Regions from separate parts of the Mus musculus genome. Here region 2 is linked to region 1. The links are chromatin contacts, called in public HiChIP or PLAC-seq maps. All regions are on one chromosome and are shown on one strand. Each heading gives the region's core, a stretch centred on a gene start, on an enhancer-like site or on the middle of the called end of the contact. The rest is flanking DNA. Distances are from core to core; before and after follow the strand shown.

Region 1 (6,466 bases), core at 1,077-3,576:
ATGGAGACTCAGTCACAGTCCAGGTCTCGATTTAACATATGAGCACTTACTTACTAGACGCCTCGGTAGCCCACCCCACCCTTCAAATGCAGTGGAAGACCAGGGAAGAATAAGACTGCCCACAGTGGGGCATCATCATTCTTGATGCCTACATGGCTGGGTACCCTGCGCACCTGGCAGGTACCAATGCCAGGCAGCATCAAAGAATCAAGAACTAAAATACTCAGAGGAGATGAGAGTCCACACAATGGGTCCAGAAGAATGAAATATACTTGAGTTTTCCCCATAAATTGAGGAGAATCTGAAGCAAAAAAGGAGAGAAAATCCTTCAGGCTGACCCTGTGCTACCTAAGGAATATGCTGACTCCAGGGGGTGTGAACAGAAGCACTCTGAGAGGCTGGAAAGGGTTCTGTGACAGTCCCTCATCTTGGACTTCATTTTCTAATCCATGGGATATTCCTGTATTTCGTGACCAGCAAAGATATGAACTAGCTGGCAGAGGACACAGGTAGAAAACACTTGGAAAACACAACTCCACTATCTAGGAACTTAATGTCCACTCTGGGAAGTCTGGACTGCACCCTAAAATAGGTGGGGCCTAAGTAAGAGCATTCATTTGATAGTTCAGTGTCATGGGGACAGCTGATGACAACACATGAAACATCCTGGAGGGTAAGAGGCTAAGAAATTCAAAAGGTAAATAAGATCTGTGCAGATTGGGAACCTGAGGGAGCTGACTCCTGACCCAAACGCTGCCTGGTCCAGCCCAGGGAGGGAGTGAGATGAGACTCACAAAGTCTGGGCTGTAACAGACTCGAGCCAGCTGATTGGAGACATCCATAGCCTGGTTCTCCAAAATGTCCACGCGAATCTTCTCTTCCTCTGTCTCCCCACCTGCAGCACACACAGCACAGACGCATCTTCAACACCTCACACCAGCCAAGCCAAGGGGGTTGTCCCCCACCCCACCCTGCTGACGCCCCACTCACACAGGTTGTGCTTGCGGGCAATGTAGCGCAGGATGGCATTGCTCTGCGTGATCTTGTGTGACCCATCAATCAAGTAAGGCAACTGCTTGGACAATAAAGGATGGTCAGACAGGATGTGAGGTCCCAGCCTTCCTTCTCTGGATTAGGACTGACATGTGGCCTGCCGTTCATCATGGCTAGCATGGGAAGCCCTCTACGAACACACTGCACACTGAATGGAAAAGCTAGGACACAGCCCATCTCAGAAACGCCACCAGGAACGGAAGCAAGTGAACAGAAGGAAGCATTGACTCCAAGCCCCTCTTCCAGGTGAGGAGGTGAGATGACTTCCCCAAACCTCCCCGTCCCCAAACCTCCCCGTCCCCCTCTACCTACATTGGGAAAGTCCAGGCCCAATTTGAACTTCTCACTCAGCCACTGGCTTCGGTCATAGTCAGGAGCTGTGATTGATGAGATTGCATAAAGAGAAATCAGCCCAGTGTCCAACACACCTATTTCAGGGACCCAACCCCCTAAGACAAGGATCTGTAACCTCACACAGTGAGCCTTTATCCCTGAAAGTTTCAGGAATAAAGAGTGCTTGGAACTGAGGGGCCTACAAAGTTTAGGCAAATCTTGATGAGGAATGTGATCTAATTTCAACAGGAGGGGTATCCACCCCTTCACTTCCAGGAGGAAGGAAGGTCAAGCCCAGCTCTCTGGGGCTTACTGAAAGAGGCAGATTCTAAGTCCATCTGGGGGAGCCCCGTAGTGCGGGAGGCGTGAAATGTAATGTAGGCACCAATTGCTAGGCGCCAATGGACAGGAGACGTCTGACCGACAAATAGCATTACCGTCTCCCATGGTGTATCTCTTCTCTTCATAGCTTGAGCCTGTGTATTCTAGGAGCAGCCGAATAGCGTGAGCTAGCTGAAAAGATAGGAATGGGGGCGGGGGACTTCTGTGTGACTTCACCTCCTCCAAGTGCATATACACGGGCGCACAAACCAGCAAGGACATGTGTGCAAGACCCTGAGCCAGACAAGCAAGGGATTCCTCTCGCCCCACCCCATCCTCACCCCCCAGCTCGCCTTCTCCTAACCCTGCAATCCTTCCCACTCATCAGGTGGTTGCTCACCCCACGGATGTCCCAGTAACCCAGTGTCATAGGCATGATGCTGGTGCCTGAGACTGAGTCCACCGGCCTCCGGTGTGAGCAACTTTGACTTTATCCTAGTGCCCTCGGGTCCCTGGGCGGGGCTGGTGCCCGGCGTGATCCTGCCCCTCCAGACTCTGCCCCGCAACACACACCCTGCTCTACAGCTTTTCCCCTGACAGTCACCTACAGAAGCCAAATTACTGAGCTCCGCCCCCAACAGACCGGAAAGCGTAATAAGCGATCCCGCCTGCAGTTCCGCCCAATCGTCCAGCCCGGTGCGCAGATGCAGAGCTCTAGTAACTCCCTGCCTTTGCCGTACCGCTCTGCCTTCTTACCCTGTTGCCTTCGGTCTGTGGGAGGGTCAGGCCACTAGGAGAGGCCCCAACCCGGAAGTGCTGATTAAGCACTTCAACCCTGCTGTCAAACAAGACAGACTTCTGCGGGGCTCTGCTGATGACAGTGGTCCCCAGGTGATGTTTTTCCGTCTGGCAGAGAACATGTTGTCTTTCTGTTCAGAAGTTCCTCATCTGAATTCAAAGAGATTATTTCTATCACAGATAAACCCCTGACTCAAAAAAAGGGTGGAAAATGGAAAATTTGAAGTTTCATACATGGTCAGGATGTCTGTATTACCCAAGGACAGAGGCAGCTTTCTCTATTGAGTGACCGTCTTAGTGTGTACTTACACAGACCTAAGACTTCTGAAATGTCCGAGGGTACACAGGGTCAGCATGTGACAACTCAGGATTAGTTTATAGCAAATGCAATCAAGAGAGAGATGTCTGAGTTCTCAATAGCTGCTGTTCATAGCAAGGCACACTGTTTCTTCACACAACATTGGTTGTCGTATGTGTCCAAAGACTGTAGTCTGCGGAGGGGGGCTTAGGGAAGTGGGCTCTCATTTTGTACAACAGACATCACACACTCACTGCATTTTGTTATTACATTAAGACTTCTACAAGATCACCAAATAAGAATTTTAAGCTCCATTATAAGTCTTCCTGAGTATATAGGGTCCATCTTTAACTAAAATGTGCTAAAGTGGCAGGTGACCATACTTACAATTCTTACTAATGTTAAGAATGTACTGTGGCAATGCATTGTGACAAAAATAATTCTCACATTCTAAGAGACTGGGACTTTCACTGGACCTCACAGCAAGAGTTAATAATACATCTTGAAGTCCCTTAAGCTTGCTATTCTACTATGTACTCTGTCTGTCTGTTTAGCCTTCCTTTAAGAGAATGATGTAAGAAGAAATACTTGTCTTGGATTTTCCATGTAATAAACTTCTATGACCTAAGATAACACGCAGCTGTAATCTGTTTTTTGGGTTTTTTGGTTGATGATGGTGGTGTTTTGAAGGTTTGGGGGGGTGGGGGGGGCAAGTTTTTGTTTGGTTTTTATTGTTGTTTCTCAGAGACAAGGATGTGTCACTCTCTGCATATCCCCAGATGTCCTAGAACTCACTGTATAGACCAGGCTGGCCTTGAATTCACGGAGATCCACCTGTCTCTGCCTCTGTGTGCTGAAATTAAAGGCGTGTGTCATCACACATGGACCTGTAATCCTTAATTGTGTACTTGTCTTAGTGACTTTTCTACTGCTGTGGCAAAGCATGTGTTTTGCATGTTGGTTTATTGTGTTGCTTAACTTGCCATTTCCCTTGCTTGTCTTCTGACTTCCCTACTCATTATCAAGCATAGAACTATTTCTACATATCTCTCAATGTGTTTGTCTCTTTGATTTTTGGTGTTTGAGATTAGGGGTCTCACTATGTAGCCCAGGCTGCCCTGTAACTCACAGAGTTCCTTCTGCCAATTTTTGCTGTATGTATTTTTGTCCCAGTCCCACTATGGAAGTGATCATTTATAAAAAGGAATCCCGTAACCCTCCTGGGAGTTCTCCCAAATTATCTGTGCTTGCCTCGTTTTGAAAGGGTTATCTAGTTATCCTTGAATAAGCGTGATTTCTTGGCAGATAGTTTTAAATATCTGGAACACTCTAAGGACTAGTTGGAATCAGAGTAAGTTAGTGTACAGGAGAAGGTGTCAGCCTCATGTCACTAGAGACATGGTGGAACTCATATGGCTCCAGACGTGTGAGCATCCTTTGTGTCTCAAGATGAACAAAGTTCTGGGCGTTGGGTTCTTGTTTTTTGTTTCATCTTGTTGCTTAAAACAACAACAACTTATTTTTGACTATTTAATACCTCCGTACAAGATAGACTTATTGAATAGAATTTAAACAGTTCCTGCTAGACAGGTTTAGATAGCCCTGAAGAAAGCAAGAAGCTGTGGCAGCCTGAGTAACCCCAAAATAAATTATAGTTGATTGGCCTTGCTGATAGGCTTGTAGTGACCTCAGGAGGACCCAAAAGTTTTGCAAGACTGGAGACTGGAATCCAGACCATGAGCAAAGGTAACTACCAGAGGGGCCTCTTAAAGGGAAGTTCCCTTCTGACTTTTTTTTTTTTAAAGCAGCTGTGAAATTTTTGTTGTCAGAGTCATGTGAGGGTCATAAGTTAGCAACCTTCAGATCCAGAGCTGCAGCGGTGATCTGGGAGAAGGGCAGGGAAGTATTATAAACTCTTAAGTGACAGGTAGAGAGTACCTGGCATCAGACATAGAAGGATCAAGATGGGAGAAATAACGCTTTTGACTTGAGAGCTTCAAAGTGGAAAGAAGAGAAGGACTAATGGGCAGGAAAGGGCTCTGGATCTGAATGTTAATCTTTACCAGTGTCTGACATGGAAGCTGTCTACCTGTGACTCAGCATCTTCTAGAGGACTCCCAGGGATCTCATTTTAAGATTTCTATGGTTGGCTGGCAAGATGACTCAGCAATTAAGAACACTTAGTGCTCTTGCAGAGGACCTGGGTTTGGTTTCCATCACCTATATCAGGTAGCTCACTACCTCCTGACCCACACCCCTTCTGGATTCCATGAGCACTTGCACACATGCAATACATACATACATACATACATACATACATGGAGAATAATTAATAATTTTTTAAAATTTTCTACTGAGTGGTGGAGGCATGCATGTTTAATCCCAGAACTCAGAAGGCAGAGGCAATCAGATTTGTATGAGTTCGAGGCCAGCCTACCTACAGAATGAGTTCCAAGACAGCCAGAGCTACACAAAGAAACCCTGTCTCAAAAGAAACAAAAACAAACAAAACCATTTCCGATAGAATGGGTGCTCAGTGCTTTGGAGTGAATATGTACTCTTCAAGCTGATCAATACTAACCTTTGGATAAATATTTTAGAGTTTCACAAAACCCTTCTTATGTTGACTAAAGGAAAATTCTTCTCAGGCCTTTAAAAATAGTCTCATGCTATAGACAATAGCTAGGGAGTTTGACATTGAAGCTAGTACCTCTTGATAGCATTGTCGGTGCTAAGTGAATCTCTTACACTCCTTGATTGAAGTTCATCACAATTACATCGCGCCTAAGATTGGAGGTGAAACTTTCAAACACATGGGCCAGCATCTTATTAACTCCTCAGGAGGTCATCCCCAGGCCTGGAAGGGACTGATCTGGTATTCTTTAAAGCCACTGGTAAAGTGTTAAGCTAAGGGAGAAAGGGGGCTTGGTTTGTTTAGTTTTACAATTTTAGTAGCTCTAGTTTTCCCCTGAAAATGAATATATACATATATATATATAGCACAGTTAAAGCAATACAAGAAAGGAAAAGCTTCAATTTGCCCTGCGTGGAGAAGGGAGCTGGGAAGTCATCAGAGCATATTCCACTGTGGGAGGCAGTCCATCCATTTAGAGGTTGGCAAGGTCTCCAAGATCTTGGCTCTGTTCCACATCGCACACTACACTGATTAGCAGCACACAGCTGGCAGGAAGACATAGTTTTCAAACCTCTTTGGTTACATCTGTGAAGTCACAGCACCGATGTTGGTTTATAATTGCTGCTGATTTATGTGCCATGAGACACTTTTGCTCAGCTACCTTTGAAATTACCTTTATAATATGAGCAGACATCCTGACCAGATAATGAGCACTCAAAGCTTCCTGGTTTTCTGCCTTTTTTTTTTTTTTTGAGTCACTTATTTGTAATAATTAGAAGCAATCTCTTCAAGTTCCTCCAAAGCCTGTCTTTTCCAGGTGATTAGAGTCTTGGTTACTGTTGCTGTGTTGAGCACGCTGCTTGCCTAAAGCTCTTCTCTGAAGTTCTAGATCCCATGCTCAACAGATATTTATTTAAATTGTATTAAAGCTAAAAGTTTAATTATTGTTTTATAGGTTTGGGGTTTCTTTTTGGAAGGGGTTGTTTGGTTTGGGGGGGTGTTTGTTATTGTTTTGACTGTGAGTTTTG
Region 2 (6,466 bases), core at 1,718-4,217, 530 kb after region 1:
TCTGGAGCACACTGCACTTCTTTCTTTACTAGCTCACTCCGTGCATCCCTCACGTCTTAGCTGAATCCCCGCCCACTCCAAGGAGGCTTCCTCAGACATAGGCTCCCCCACCCCAACAGGCGCTTAGAAAGTATATGCCATCAAATTCATGAGCCGGCTACACTGTAATGTTCTCTTGCATTATTTGTCATTTTGTGGATGCTGAATATATTTGGCAGTTGCTTGTCAGTTATTTGTTTCGGGGGCTGGGAGATGGCTCCGTGGGTAAAGGCGCTTGCTGCCAAGGTTGACAGCCTGGGTTCAAGCCCTGGAATCCAGGTGGTGGAAGGAAGGAACCAATCCCTGCAAATTGTCATTTACCCAGGCACCTCGGGCGGGACAGATGTACAGATGCACACAACAGACAGCAAAGGAACAAACAAGTGAATGTAAAAAACTTGAAAATCTGTTACGTAAATAGCTGAGTGTGGTCATATACATAGAACCGGACTGTCAGAATTTGTGAGGAAGATATGGCACACTTTTCCTGGGGAGGCAACTTACACACATACACACACACACTTATGCAGGCACACATATCTATTAGGTCAGAAAGGGAGCCAAGAACAAACCCAAGTAACAACTGCACCAACGGCTTACCTGGTAACCTGATGTAACTTTGTTGGGATTACTAACAGTAATGGGTGAGGGCTCACATATGAGGGATGGAGATGACTCAAAAGCAACTGCATCACCGCAAAGCCCACTGCAACACAGATGATATAACGCACAAAACCTGCGCCCCTGCCGCTCCGTATGCGCTGGCAGGGAGCTGGACTGGCTGTGACTCCCTGAGTTGTTTTTTTTGTTGTTTTTTTTTTTTTAAGATTTATTTATTACATGTAAGTACACTGTAGCTGTCTTCAGACACTCCAGAAGAGGGAGTCAGATCTCGTTGCAGATGGTTGTGAGCCACCATGTGGTTGCTGGGATTTGAACTCTGGACCTTTGGAAGAGCAGTCGGGTGCTCTTACCCACTGAGCCATCTCACCAGCCCTTCCCTGAGTTGTTAATGACTCTGTTTTAAGTTGCTGGGGTCAGGCTCTCAAAAATCACGTGTTTCTGTCCTCCAGATATGTGAGACATGAGCCTCTCTCTCCCTCCTGTGTGGGATATTTCAATCCAGAGAAAATTGGCAAATGACAGTATAGCTAATGATTGTCAGCCATTGCTACTCTGTTTTCTAAAGGTCCTCATTTTGGTTAATTTCTGTGGGTCCTTGCCCTCTGAGCCCTGTCCACCCTCAGCAATGGCTGGCTATGAGATGTTTTTTCTGTCATTTGACATCTTTCCTCCAACTCTAAACTAGACTCCGGAGTCCACGCTAAACTTGTAGAGGAAGCACAGGGCTGTTCACTCTGCTTTGTGCCTGTTCTGCTCATTTGTTTTTCCCAGTTTCCATTTTGGAGTTTGAGTTAAGAGGGTTGAATTATCCATGCTTCATAGTTTATACGCTGATAGCGTAAGTGTCTATAGTCCTTTCCTTTTTACTTATACATATTTATACATATTTATTTATGCCCTATTTCCACCTTTTCTGTGTTGCCATCTTTCTGATATATTTAATGTCTCTGCTTTTTGTTTATTTGTTTGTTTGGTTTGGTTTTTCGAGACAGGGTTTCTCTGTGTAGCCTTGGCTGTCCTAGAACTCACTCTGTAGACCAGGCTGGCCTTGAACTCAGAAATCCGCCTGCCTCTGCCTCCCAAGTGCTGGGACAAAAAGCATGGACCACCACTGCCGAGCTTTGGTTTTCTTGTTTTGACTATGTAGCCCTGGCTGGCCTCTAACTCAAAGAGATCTTCTGGCTTCTGCCTCCCAAGGCAGGGATTAAAGGCGAGTGCCACTACACTTAGCTCTTTCATAATTTTAAAATATTTTCTTATTATTGTGTATGGAAGCCAGAGGACAACCTTGCAGACTCTGTCTTCTCACCTTTCACTTTTTATACAGGTCCCAGGGATTGAACCTGAGCCTTAGGCTTATTCCGCTAGAGCTTTTATTGACTGAACCATTTCTCTAGCACATCTTTTGTAATTTAAAAAAAAAAAAAAGAAGAAGAAGCAAAAAACGGCCGGGCAGTGGTGGCGCACGCCTTTAGTCCCACCACTTGGGAGGCAGAGGCAAGCGGATTTCTGAGAACGAGGCCGGCCTGATCTACAGAGTGAGTTCCAGGATAGCCAGGGCTACACAGAGATACCCTGTCTTGAAAAAACCAAAAAAAAAAAAAAAAAAAAGCGCAAAACAACCTTCCAACCCAAACTACATATATATATTGCGTATTAACGGAGGCAGGAAAGATTGCTCCGTGGTTAAGAGTATTGGCTGCTTTTCAAGAGACTTGAGTTTGATTCCTAGCCCCTATATAGCGGTTCACAATCGTCTATCTCTAGTTCCAGGAAATCGGTTGCTCTATTTTGGCTTCTTTGGTGCTGCACACACATGGTACACATACTTGCCGGCAAAACACCTATTTACATAAAAGAAAGTAGATATATAATTATATAATAATATAGATACTATATATAATATCATGGGGCTTGTGTACTTGAGTGGATCAGCCCCAGAGGCAAAAAGTCATCCTATTTTTACAGGCATTTGTGAGCCTCCGTAAGTATGCACAAATTTATCACTTATGTTTTCTGAGACATGGGCTCATGAAACTTGAGCTGATCTCGAACTCGAAGCCCTCTTGCCTCTGCCTGCCAAGTGCAGAGATTTCCCGGCGTAGTATACCACGCCTGGCTTCTTTGTAATTTTTAATTCCTCCTTCAGGATTCCACACGTAAGAGCACGTCACTGACTTCCAGCCAATCCCAAGGCCGGGGTTGGGTAGGAGAATGAACGCGCACGCCTCTCTGCGCAACGCTGGCCAGGCCGGAAGTGACGTACGTATCTTATAAAACTCGCCAGCCGCCGGTGGGCGGGTTCAGAAGGCTGGCGAGCAGCTAGCATGGCAGATGAGGAGGAAGACCCCACCGTGAGTGAGCGCCTGTCTCAGCCTGGTTCCTCACTCCTTTCGGATCACTAGCGGAGGCAGAGTCTGACCCGCTTGTGCCTTAGGGATTCCCGCCGAGAGTCCGGGGGCTCCGCGGTGTTTTCCTTTTTTGGTTTACCTTAGTCAGTGCGTGGGACAAGACGGGAAGGAAGAGTAGAAAGGGTCTCTCTTTGACCTGGATCTTCCCGACACTAAGACATCTAGAGGGTCATAGGAGATCAAAGCTGATTAAAGCGGAACCAGCAGCCCAGATGCTGACAAAACTAGTGAAGATAGCGGAGAAACGATGAACTAAAGACAGGAAGCTTGGGATCCAAATTCTCCTTTGGCATCGGTTTTCTTGTGAGGTAGAGTCCAGCCCAGTTAAGGAAAGTTCTTAGCCCTTTATCAGTTGCTTCCGATGACAGCAGAGAGTAGATTTTAAACTACCAGGTTTTTACAGTAGTCTTGCTTAGCAGTGTGACAACTAAATTGGCTAAAACCAAACCCAGAACCTGAGGTCGTTAGAACTTTACACACGCACGGTTGTAAGGTTGTTAGCAGCCGTAATAAAAGCCTTCTTGCACGACTTGAGAATTGGACTAGGGCTTATGAGCCCTTTGGTGCTAAATTTTCGTGGTTTTGTGCAGTTTGCTTTAGCTTCTCACTTTCGAAAATGAAAAAGGGTCACTGGGCGTGGTGGCGCACACCTTTAATCCCAGCACTCAGGAGCAGAGGCAAGCGGATCTCCGTGAGTTCAGGCAGACACGGGCACATAGTGAGACCACTTTGTCTCAAAAAAAAAAAAAAAAAAAGTGTAGAGAGATAGCTTTAGTGCTTAGGAGCATTTGCTGTCACATCTGGCAACCTACAGCGATTAGACCTAGTTTGGCCTCTATGGGCAACAGCAGGCACATTTATGTAGGCACACAATACACATAAATAATAAATGCCTTTAAAAAAAAAGATGAAAAGAGTGCAGGAGGTGTAGCTCAGTGGTCAAGCATCTGTTTAGCATCGTGAGCTCGTGGGTTCAATTCACAGCACTCCACAAAGAGGGCGAGCAGGAGGAGACTCGAGGGAATATCACGTGCACTGCAATCATTTGCCATGTCCGTGTTTTAAAATTTCTAGTTTGAGGAGGAGAATGAAGAAATTGGAGGAGGAGCGGAAGGTGGCCAGGGGAAGAGAAAGAGACTTTTCTCGAAAGAATGTAAGTTGTACTTTCTAGTGTTTTTATTACAGGTGGTGAAAGCTTTTGAACATGTCTTTTCAGAGTATATTGTTCTGCATATGTTTGTTTATAGGGACAGTGTTCTCAGAGTTGCCTATAAGGTTGCCTGTTTTTATTCTTGGTGTTTGTTTGTTTGTTTGTTTGTTTTAAAGATAGGCTCTGTATAGCCAAGGCTATACTGGTGCTTACTGTTTAGCCCATGCTAGCCTTGGTTTGGTGGTAGTCCTGCTTTAGCCTCTCAAGTCCTGGGATTGCAGGTGTGCATCCCATGGTCAGTATAAGTCTCTCTCATGTCTACTAATTCTCTCTGTGTGACATAAAATAATGAATGTGATCACCTCTGCCCTCCTCCTTGAGGCAGGGTTTTTTTGTTTTGTTTGTTTTTGTTTTTCTTTTCCTTTTTTGAGGCTTGGTTTTTCTGTGTAGCCCTGGCTGTCCTAGAACTCTTTCTGGAGTTTAGAATAGATCAAGATCTGCTAGTCTTGAACTCACAGAGATGTGCCTGCCTGCCTCTGCCTCCTGGGTGCTGGGATTAAAGCTGTGAACCACCACCACCCAGCTGAGGCAGGGTTTTTAGATCCCAGCATGATTTCAAACTTGGTATGCATATGCGTATAACCTTGAACTTGCAAGAACCTTGCAAGAACCTTGAACTTCTGCTCTCCTATCTGTTTCCCTGGCTCTAGATGTACAGGCATATGCCATGGCTCCCAGTTGACATTTTGAACGTTGTATCCCTCTTGTGTCCACCTTTCAAATGATGTAAGTTGAGGCTTTGGACTAAGGCATAGCTCAGGGCAAGAAGGTGGTGAAGTGTGCTGTGGAGATGACAGTGCACTAGCCTTCCATGGTGCTCCTTAAACAGACAGGTAGCCCTTGGGGCAGCGCAGGGTGAGCGGTGTCCACTTGTTGTGCCCATACTAATTCCTGAAAGGCCCATGAGACTGCACTCTCCATCCCTTCTCCCAGGCTCCTTGGCTGAGCCTTGGGAAGTACAGCGGCAGAGATTTATAAATGCCTGAGTACAGTAGGATTGAAAAATTCTAGAAACTGCAAGATCAGCCTTTAACTCTCTAAATCTTTTTTGATCCCAGCTCTTGGGAGAGATAGGGATGGGAGAATTTGAGTTCAGGGTCTTCCTCATTGAGTTTGAAGGCAACTTCGGCTGTATCTTACAACCATAACAGAAATCCTCACTAGTACCTTCCAGTTTCGTTCAAGTCTGACCACTTCCCATTCTGTCTCACTGATGCTAGTTACGTGATTTGTGTGTGGTTTTACTCCTTATGTGGACATATGAAAACGACCCTTACACTAAAGTGCTCTAGGAATGGTATTCACCCTGCTGCTTGTCCAAACCTTTAGTTCAGTTTCAACTGCTCTACTTTTGTGATGACAAAAATTTGGAATCTTCGCAGGCTTCTCCCACTGACTTAATAGAATCTTCATGTCTCTTCTATTTTTGCTGGGGTTTTTTTTGTTTGTTTGTTTTGTTTTTGTTTTTTGTTTTGGACAGGGTCTTGCTGTGTGGTCCAGGTTGACCTTAAACTATTGTTTCTCTTGACTCCATGATTCCCTCCTTCTACCATGTGATGGTACTCAGAAGGTACCAGATATGGAACTCAGGTCTTCAGGCTTGGCAGCAGGTGACCTTATGTGCTGAGCTATCTCCCTGGGCTACATTATTATTATTATTATTATTATTATTATTATTATTATTATTACATCATTTTCCCCCCTTCCCTTTCATCCCTCCAAACCCTCCCATATACTCCTCCTTGCTTTTTCAAATTCATAGGCTCTTTATTAATTGTTGTTGTATATATACACATATGTACATACATTCTCTCTCTCTCTCTTTCTCTCTCTCTCTCTCTCTCTCTCTCTCTCTCTCTCCAAGTATGTCAGGACAACTTGCTCTGTCTGTTTTCAAGGGCTTACCACTGGTTTGGACAGCCAGTTGGTGTGCTTAAGGCTGGGAAGACTGCTCCACCCTTTCCCAGAATTCCTTAGTTGCCTGCAGTTCTTCTAGGAGAGTTGAAGCCTCCTGGGCTTCCCCCTCTCCACATTAGCGTGTCTGTTTTTGTTGCCCTGGGCAGCTTGTTTGATTTTGAGACAGGGTTTCCTATAGCCTAGGCTGCTTTGTCACTGAACTTGAACTTCTGATCCTCCTGCCTTTACTTCCCAAGTGCTGAGATTATAGGGGTGTGCCACCATA

What was found. HiChIP or PLAC-seq counts read pairs in DNA pulled down with a chosen protein or histone mark.
Region 2: a contact with region 1 is called in an H3K4me3 HiChIP or PLAC-seq map of bone marrow-derived macrophages, with 4 times the contacts expected there. The contact joins the promoter of Taf13 here to the promoter of Gstm4 in region 1. A contact is called at or near these places in 8 of 39 promoter capture datasets (the C10 cell line, hematopoietic stem and progenitor cells, hippocampal neurons and 4 more), 1 of 115 datasets of contacts at active chromatin or transcription factors (bone marrow-derived macrophages) and 1 of 9 other capture datasets (pancreatic islet).

What each region holds. Positions count from the first base shown.
Region 1 is chr3:108,042,530-108,048,995 of GRCm38.p6, forward strand. Gstm4 (glutathione S-transferase, mu 4) reads right to left here and starts at 2,327. Exons shown (of 8, transcript NM_026764.3): 1 at 2,108-2,327; 2 at 1,824-1,899; 3 at 1,366-1,430; 4 at 991-1,072; 5 at 795-895. The coding sequence starts at 2,143.
Region 2 is chr3:108,568,732-108,575,197 of GRCm38.p6, forward strand. Taf13 (TATA-box binding protein associated factor 13) reads left to right here and starts at 2,968. Exons shown (of 4, transcript NM_025444.2): 1 at 2,968-3,017; 2 at 4,149-4,227. The coding sequence starts at 2,991.